Regions from separate parts of the Mus musculus genome. Here region 2 is linked to region 1. The links are chromatin contacts, called in public HiChIP or PLAC-seq maps. All regions are on one chromosome and are shown on one strand. The core of a region is the stretch at or near the end of the contact, and the rest is flanking DNA. Distances in the headings are between cores, read along the strand shown.

Evidence for each region. HiChIP or PLAC-seq counts read pairs in DNA pulled down with a chosen protein or histone mark.
Region 2: a contact with region 1 is called in an HNF4G HiChIP or PLAC-seq map of pancreatic cancer cells. The contact joins two enhancer-like sites. A contact is called at or near these places in 3 of 115 datasets of contacts at active chromatin or transcription factors (acute myeloid leukemia, embryonic stem cells and pancreatic cancer cells).

What each region holds. Positions count from the first base shown.
Region 1 is chr14:105,613,284-105,617,831 of GRCm38.p6, forward strand. No RefSeq gene overlaps it. Among named protein-coding and RNA genes, the nearest start is that of Mir6390, 8.2 kb to the right of the region's middle. Within about 2 kb of position 2,273, at least 59 of the 459 cell types and tissues checked have an H3K27ac peak or open chromatin away from gene starts, as enhancers often do. A contact at or near this core is called in pancreatic cancer cells, where this site is marked.
Region 2 is chr14:105,921,064-105,925,611 of GRCm38.p6, forward strand. No RefSeq gene overlaps it. Among named protein-coding and RNA genes, the nearest start is that of Spry2, 27 kb to the left of the region's middle. Within about 2 kb of position 2,083, at least 135 of the 459 cell types and tissues checked have an H3K27ac peak or open chromatin away from gene starts, as enhancers often do. A contact at or near this core is called in pancreatic cancer cells, where this site is marked.

The DNA.
Region 1 (4,548 bases), core at 1,023-3,522:
GACCAGTGAGCTTCCTGCCCCTTTCACTATGCCTTCTTCACTAGGACACACTGTTTCCTAATGGGACTGCAAATCCAGAGAAGCCCCTTCTCCAGTGAGTTGCCTTTGTCACAGTCTTTGATCACAGCATGACAAAGTAACCACAAAGTGCCACACTGAAGGCAGGCCTCAGTGATTGTCCTTCTGCAAGCTATTACTCTCACATGGTGCATTTTGTCTCGAATTGTCACATTTCTGCCTGACTTTTCATGCTTCATCAAGCCTAAGCAACAGAACGGTTTTCCAAAGGTCTTTGAACTTTCATTTCTGGAAATCCTCATAATATGCAAAAATTTGACCAAATAAATCTGTTATACTTTCCTCTTGTGAACCTGTCTCTGACAATGAGTTGGGGTTTTGTTGTTGTTGTTTTGTTTTTGTATTTTTTTCTTTTTAAAATCTGTTCTAATTGAAATAGCACACCACACTAATTAGTTCATGTGTAATTTAATTGTCAAATAAAATAAAGTTCAACCCTCTTTGCAAGAAGATAATAAACTGAAACATTCAATAGTATCCTAGGCAGGCCTAGAAGTAGGAACGTACAATGGATAACTAAACATTTAGAAAGCAGAAATGAAGGGGTTAGACAGTGCTGAGACATCTGTAGCAAGCACAGTACATAAGTTCCATTAATTACAGGAAAACACACACTCTTTGTAGACAGAGGAGGTCTTTATATTTATAAGGACTCAAACAGAACTTACAGAGGTGAGATGTGAAGTCTGTTAATGAATTCTGCTCAACGGGATCACAGAAAGTTAGATACTGCAGAAGAAAAGATCAATGAACAAAATATTTAAAGAAAGAAAGCCCTAGAATTAGACACCTCTGCCTCTGCCACCCCGGTGCTGAGCTTAAAGGCATGTGCCACAACTGTCTGCCTGGATTTTTCAATTTTTTTTTTTGGTAGAACAAGATTTTACTATTTTCAACTGTTAATATTCAACAAACAGAATAATTATTTTAAGATATATTACATTGTTATGTCTCCCTTTTCATTTCTGATTTTGTTCACTTGGACACTGTCTCTGTGCCCTCTGGTTAGTCTGGCTAAGGGTTCATCTATCTTGTTGATTTTCCAAAAGAACCAGCACCTGGTTTGGTTGATTCTTTGTACAGTTCTTTTGTTTCTATTCTGTTGATTTCAGCCCCGAGTTTGATTATTTCCTGCTGTCTACTCCTCTTGGGTGAATTTGCTTCTTTTTGTTCTAGAGCTTTCAGGTGTGCTGTCAAGCTGCTAGTGTAAGCTCTCTCCAGTTTCTTTTTGGAGACACTTAGAGCTATGAGTTTTTCTCTTACCACTGCTTTCATTGTGTCCCGAAAATGAGTTTTTGTGACTGAAAATGATTTTATCTTTATGCTGACAAACATTTGCTTTAAAGATAATTTAGTTACAGAAATTATTTGCAGAATGTCTAATAAATAACTTGTTATATATTTAAAATTCTAAGTTGCACTAATACCAGACAAGACTTCAATTACAATAGGATCTAAAAGTGAAGAATTATTATTCCCAAGAAAGTTGTAATAAATTCCTCTGCCCTCTAGCTCTGTAAATGTTCATAAGAAGGTCTTTTAAAACAGTACAATCTTCACTCTTCTACTCAGAAATTTCAAGCCGTTCTGTAAGGGATAGATCTATGTAATATTTAAATGCTCTGATTTGCATTTAAGTATTGCTGATTCTTAAAATTTGTTATGCTGCGCCAATGGAGAGTTTAATACATGTTAGATAATAATACTAAGGATATTTATACACATGGTCTTCAAGGAAAAATTTAGAAATTTAAAATTTTAGTTAGGAAGTATTTTTTTTTTCTGATGGACCAAGCTTATTGTTCCATCAAGCCAATTGCTCCTCCAAGTAATTTGCTAAGTAGTTTGATGTTGTTTATTGTAGCGCTCACACAATTTTCTTTCAATTTGGAGCTGCAAATTATTTGTTTCCTTAATATATTGTTTTAGTACTTTGAGACTTGTTAAAAGGACTTCAGAAAAAGATCAACTTAAGAAGAGGGACAAAAAAATCAAAAAGAGAAAAGTAGTTCTTAGGAAATAAGGAGAAAGGATGGGAAAACATCAAAAGAATCAAAAGGAGAGACAGAGTTGTCCACACGGTCAGGGAAGGAAACGGTTGCCTAGATCTGCTTTGGAGGGTTCTCCATGGCAGTAGCCCTGAAGCCCACAGGCCTTAGTTCTATGGTACCAAAGACAGCATTGAAAGATTCATGACCCTGCCCTGACTCACCAGCACTCCTGGCGTGAGCATTTTCCCTATTGTAGGTTTTATCTAATAGTGACTCTTGGCTGAGCTCCTTGTCTCGTTGATAAGAACATGCATGAGACCTCAGCATATTTAAACTTTAAGTGAGAAATGACTCTGGAAGGTACAATGAAATGTTCAATTGTTCAGTTGATGATTTTTTTTTTTAATTTACTACATGTCAGGAAAATTCTACATTTCTGAAAGTCAGTTAAAAAGTGTCTACAGCATGCATAGTATTCACTTCTGCCCGACATTCCACTGTGTACTGTCAATCAGCTTTTCCTGGGGAGATGTGAGGGAAGTGTTTGCTAACCACAATGCACCAATAAACCAGTGAGTCCACCCAAGTCCAGCGTGGGAAGCAGTGAGTTTATTGGGGGAAAGGTTACTTAGTAAATATGACTCAAAAGCAGCTGCATCACCAAGTTCCCACCCCATGGAGGAGATGACTCATGACAGTTACATCACCAGAGACCCACCCTCTGCCATCCTTTAACCTTTGCAAACTCTAAGACTTCCAAAGAGCAAGTGTAGCTGAGAGACAGGAGGCAGCCACAAAGGAATCTCAGATCGGGGAATGCTTACCTTCCTCCATGCCTTCTATAAAGGAAGATGAAAAACTTCACTATTACCATAGATATAGCTCTCATTGTAATTTTTATATTATTATTGTTTTTATTTGTTCCTTCATTATCATAACTGTATAGCCAAGGAGTTCTGTGGGTTACCTCAGCAATCTTTGCTCCATGATAGGGGTCACCATGCTAAGCCAGGGAAATATAAACAAGTGCCTGTGTCATTATATCCATATTACAAATGTTGTGAACACTCCACAAGCCTGACTCTTTTCACTTTATTTTTTTTCTTGTGGGAAGTGCATGTGTGAATTTATGTGGCTGTATGAACAAGTATGTTCAGGCTAGAAGTTGACAATGGATGTTCTAAGTTGAACCATGGAATGATTCCATGACTTTCCCAGGGTCACACAATTAGCTAAATGGTAGATCCATTAACAAGTTCGACCAGGAGGGAAAATACATTACACAATAGCTGAGGTATGATGAGGGACATAGTGGTGACATATGTAGATATTAACAGAGAGAAGTACCCATCACAGGGAATGAAGTACCATAGACAAGATCTTGGGAGAACAGAGAGAAATATTAGACAAGATGTTTTCTAGGCAGGGAAGAAAACGTAAGGCAAATCCCAGAAGACACAGATGAGGGGCTCAGGAAATGGCCCCATTGGGAAAGTGCCTGCTGTACAAGACTGAGGACTTGAGTTTAGATCCCCAGAACCCGCTAAGAACCTCTGTGACCTCTACTTCTGGTTCAGTGGTTGGTGGAGGGGACACAAGTTGAGCTCATTGGCCATTCAGCCTGCTCAGATCAGGGAATGGTATGTTCAGTTAGAGATCCTGTCTCAAGAAAATGACAATGATTGTCAACCTCTGGCCTGCACACACCTGTTCACATATCCACATGGATGCACACATGCTCTTCCCACATGTGCAAGAGAAAGAATAAAGAAGAAGGAGGCAGGCTCATGGAAAGGATAAAAATGTGTGTAGTGGGAAGTGTCTACGGAGTTGAGACCTGGAGGTGAGTGCCGTTCATGTACACCACCTAAGGGATGGTCGTTCATTAGAGAAACACTTACCTTCTTTTTAGTACAAGAATAAGTATGTTGCTTATTTTAAGCAGTTGGTTTTAAAGTTGAGTGAGACCCTGGATTTGAATCTTTGTCTCATCTAATATTCAGCAGTAGACAAATCACCCTGGTGAATTGCAATGCCTTGTCTGCTAAACAGGTTGGGAAATCCAATTCTCAATAGGATGCTAGGACAAGATGGGGTTAGAAGGTGTGCTTAAAAGAATGGGGATGCCCATAATATGCAGGGGGAATTAGAGAGAAGGGGAAGAAAATAGTGTGTGTTGAGGTTTATTTCAGTAATTCAGTAGTGACATGGTGATGGTCTGAAGCAGAGGTTCTCATGGGACAGAGAGAAGCCAATTTTCATTCTTGCCAGGGACAGTGGGCAGTTTTTGGGGGACTCTTTGGTCCCAATTGGGAACAGGTGATAGCGGTATTGCACAGGATCCAGAAATGCTGTAAAACTCTATAATATATAGAACATCTTCACAAGAATTATCCAGTCCAGTCTAGTATCAGTGTCACTGCTGACAAACATGGTCTAAGCATAGTGTCACTGATACTAGACTGGACTGGATAATTCT
Region 2 (4,548 bases), core at 833-3,332, 310 kb after region 1:
CCTGCTGTTTTAGAATCCTGGAAGGCCCCAGTCACACGTTGTCAATAATGGCCCTCAGAGGTGAGGAGTGAAGGAGGGCTGTTCGGGAAACAGTTTGAGCCCTTCAAGTGGACAGGCCTCAGTGACTTCTGCGCTCTGCCTGCCACGGGCAGCTCATTCAAAAATAACCTTAAAGTAATAAATCAAACTCGTTTCCTGAACTATACAAGGAACAGCTGCTTATTTTTCCTCACTTTTTTTTTCAAAGCAGAGAGAGAGAGAGAGAGAGAGAGAGATTTCATTTTTTTCATTTTTTTTTTTTTTAACTACAGGAAACCAAGCATGTCAAAATTTGGCAAAGCAGTTTGGATGATTTAAAAGCTAAACACTCCTCTTTATAATGCTAGACGTCCATTGGCCTCCCCCCCCCCCCCACTTATTTAAACGTTTATTTTTGCAATCCGTTTGTTGCAACAAATGGCCCTTATCCGGTTCTCCCTGTTTTTGAAAGGAAGATGACGGGGGTGGGGGTGGGGTGGGGGTGGGGGCAGTTTCTAAAGCATTGGTCCATTGGCTCAATGATTTTACAGGTACCAGTTCTTTTCTAAGGTTCTGCAGCAATTTGATGGGGGCTTCGGATGTTACCGCATTTGTTTCTTCTGAGAGCCCGTTTTTTTTTTTTTTTTTTTTTTTTTTTTTGGAGTTTTGATGAGACCAGTAGTTTTTCTTCAGTCTCTTGATTTAGGAACTCCATGCTAGAGTCTTTGCCACCATAGAGGAGATCTTTTCTCTTCAGAAAAAACAATTTGCAACTTTTCAGTCTCTTTGGGGGTCCTTGTGTGTCTATCTTCCTCCTTGGATATGTTTACTCTCCAGATAAGAGCAGCTAGCCTCTGATTTCTTTGCCAATGATTAAACATCTGTAAGGGACACAGGATATAAAAAGAATTCTCTTCTGTAATGATTAGTGTGTTTCTTTGTTTTATAAATAGCTAGTATTGAGAAAAGGATCCATTTTTAATGAGAACCATAATAGAAGTTATTCTAAAAATTTTTAAAAATATGACAAGATATTTTCTAATAAATCATAGAATGCCTTCCTAGAAATTAGGGTTTTCATATCTTGTATACAATAAGAGTTAAGAAAGAAACATACTTTAGGGCCTCTGATTTTTACATACTATATATATTTCAAATCATTTAAACATAAGCAGCTCATCTTAAAATTAATTCTAAGGTTATTAATATCCCATTGTACAACATACCTTGATTACTATCATTGTTTAGAAGTATCGTTTGTCATGATTCAGTAGTAGAGGAGAAATGATGGATGGAGTAGTGGGATGTTTAGTGTCTAATTACCGATGAATTTCTTTTTCTTCCTGATTTGGTTAGAGGTTATCCGTGACTAGATGCTTGTCATGAAAGGCATGTCTACAGGAAGACGGTGAAATTCCGTTTGCAGTAGAATCACTGTTGTTGTATTTGCAGGGAAGTACACTGCTGTGGTAGCACAAATAAGTCAAAGTTTGTGCCACATGGTTAGGTCAGTGTACTTTGTACACTCACAGTGTCCCCCCGGACTGTTTTAACAGTGAGTTCAGCAGTGGGTGTGGTTTCCATATGAATAGCTCTTCCTCCTATGGCCGTTGTTCACTCTGAGACTGTTTGGATATAACTTCTCCTCAGGTTCAACATTTGAGGCTCAAATGTGATCTATCTAGGAGGAATTCTTGAGAACTGTATTAACATGTTTGAAAGAACTGGATTTACTGAACACACTACTGTGTCAGAAAGGATTCCTTGAACGCTTGGACGGTTTCTAAACATAGTTTATAAATAAGGATATAAATTATCTGTGAATTAACACACAAACGACTTGGAAATGTCGAGGGCTCTGTCGTCTAGATGACTCATTTCACCCCCATTGAGTCACAGCTTCCTCTTGCTAACAGATGCTTAGAAATGGACTGGTTCGGTGAATTTCAAAGCAGCTGGAACCTCCGTGGCCTTAGCATCTCCTTTTCTGGATCACTGCGGCCTCTGGGCCACATGTAGGGGTGAGCTAGGGAGAAAGGAGCTGTGCGCAGACTTGCCTCCTGGCCTCCTGCTTGGCTGCCACTCACACAGCTTGCCCCCAGAATGGACTTCCTGTGTTGTCAGTCTTACTCAGTATCTCACCAAGCACTCTTTGTCACTCAGCCTGAGACAGAAAGGGGCGAGATAACAAATCTAGACTGCTTGTGTTGATTTTGTGGATAACCTAAAGGGCTCTCGGGGGGGGGGGGGGGGGCCCACCTCTACTTCGGCAACAGCCTTTCCTGTGACATTGAGCCAGGCTTTGGACATCCCGTTCCTTGGTTTGTGTCAATGAGGAATGAGGACCGCGGTGCTGTGTCCTCTTACTTTATTACAAAGTGCAGTAACTCGAACATTTTTCTGAACATTGAAAGCCCTTAGCAAAGAAAACATAACGAAACGCAAATTACAACCACCACAAGAGACAGACGGTCTTTTCTGTTCTCAGGAGATGGGAAGGAAATCACAGCTCACTAATTACATTCTTTACCTCCAAAAAGAATATGTTGTAGTCATGTAAATAAGGTCTTCCCTTCCGTCATCCTTCCAGTTTCCCCTATTATTATTGTTGTTGTTATTGTTATTATTTGCCCACATCACCATCCTCTTCCTGCAGATTTCCTTCTTCTACGTGGGAGACCTTAACACTTATATGGGGTCAAAGTTCAACAGCAACTGGCATTAGTCAAGAACGTGTCTAGTAGGCACCGAGACAAATAAGGAGATCAACTGAGTGATGGGACTGCATAGCAAGTCATGGTGTGTTGGCTTCAGCAAATTCCCTGGGTTCAGAAATGAATTCACAGAGGTAGCGTTGGCAAGCAGGGTCTCTGGACTTTGGTGTCTTTATATCCTAGGATGCGTATTTATCCGGAGCTCTTTGCAAAGGGATTGGACAGGATGGAAACCATCGAGAAATTGAAAGATTCTTCCTGTTGTGTGGGAGAAAGTATCATATCTATACCTGTAGCCTTTACCTTCCTTTGGTTAAACAATGAAAGTAGGCTCAGTGCACCTGGGAGAGAAACACTGGATCATTCCATTGCATTAGAATTTATAAAATATTCCAAAAATTCGAGAATGTATTTTAATTTCACGTAACAAAAAAAATCCCCCTTTAAGCGGTTGAGTTTATTGCTGCTATCTTGTGTTATGAAGACACTAGCAATATCAATCGTGACTTAGAAATCAGTTTACCTCGTCTTCCTCATGACATCTCAGGAAGGGACCTGCACACGGGCTCCCCATGCATCACGCATGCGCACCGTTTCCATGTGGACCGCAGCACCTGCACGGCAGGGCTGAACTCCTGAGCTCTGCACAGGAAGTACTTATACTACGTGTCCTAACGTTGTGCTTATTTCATTTTTCCTCCCAAAGACGTTATTCGATATTGGGTAGGAAACACTCAGAGATGATCCACATAGGACATATATTCACATATACATATACTTTTTAAAAATAAGTTATAAGACACATTCCAGTCTGTTCATAATATGGATCAGAATAGAAGGTAGATTATTAACTTTGTAAGCATTTTTCCCCCGGGTTTGTTTCGCCTTTATACCAGACATGCATTACTTTTTTTTTTTTTTAACTAAAATGTGAATAAAGAAAATGTTTTGACACTTGTTCAATAAAAGTGACTTTTGAGACAATTTACCAGTGGCAAATAATATTTGTGATTTATCATTTTTGTCAATCATGATAAAGGATCTGAAAATCCAGGAGAAAAGGCTTTTTTTTTTTTTTTTTTTTTTTTAAAGGCACACATTCAAACCCACAATGGTTGTGCTCCCTCTGCTGGCTCTACTGGGACAGTTTGGGAGGATAGAATAATAGCAAAGAAAATTCTGATTTTTGTGTGTGTTTTACATATTGTTTTGACAGAGACGTTTCTCCTGACAGAAAGTTTTAGGTTAGTTGGTAACATTTCCCCTAATATTTAGTAGTGATGCTGAAGCAGGCCTAGATTACTGTCATATTTTAAGTGAATTTCCTTTCTTATGTTAAGTAGAGCATAAAATGTAGCAATTATTTCTCCCCCATATTTTCCTCTGTTTGGGTACAGTCTCACTATATAGGCCATGCTGGTCTCGGCCTCCTAAGTACTGGGATTACAGGTGTGTATCGCCATGCCCAGTTCAAAATACAACAATTTTATTTTGTTGAAAAAAATTTTTTTTTTGTTAAAGATAACCTTGTATAACTAGTTATTGATAATTTGGTGTTTTCATCATTCATTCCAGTGTGTGTGTGTGTGTGTGTGTGTGTGTGTGTGGTATATGAAGATGTGTGTCTGTGTGTGTGTGTGTGCATGAGTGTGTGTATGTGTGTGCACATGTGTGTATGTGGTATATGAATGTGCGTGTGTGTGCATATGTGTGTGCCTGTATGAGTCTGTGTTCATGTATGTGGCATATATATGTGTGTATGTGTATGTATGTGTGGTATGTGCACAGGGACATGTAAAGTACAGCTCAGGTGTGA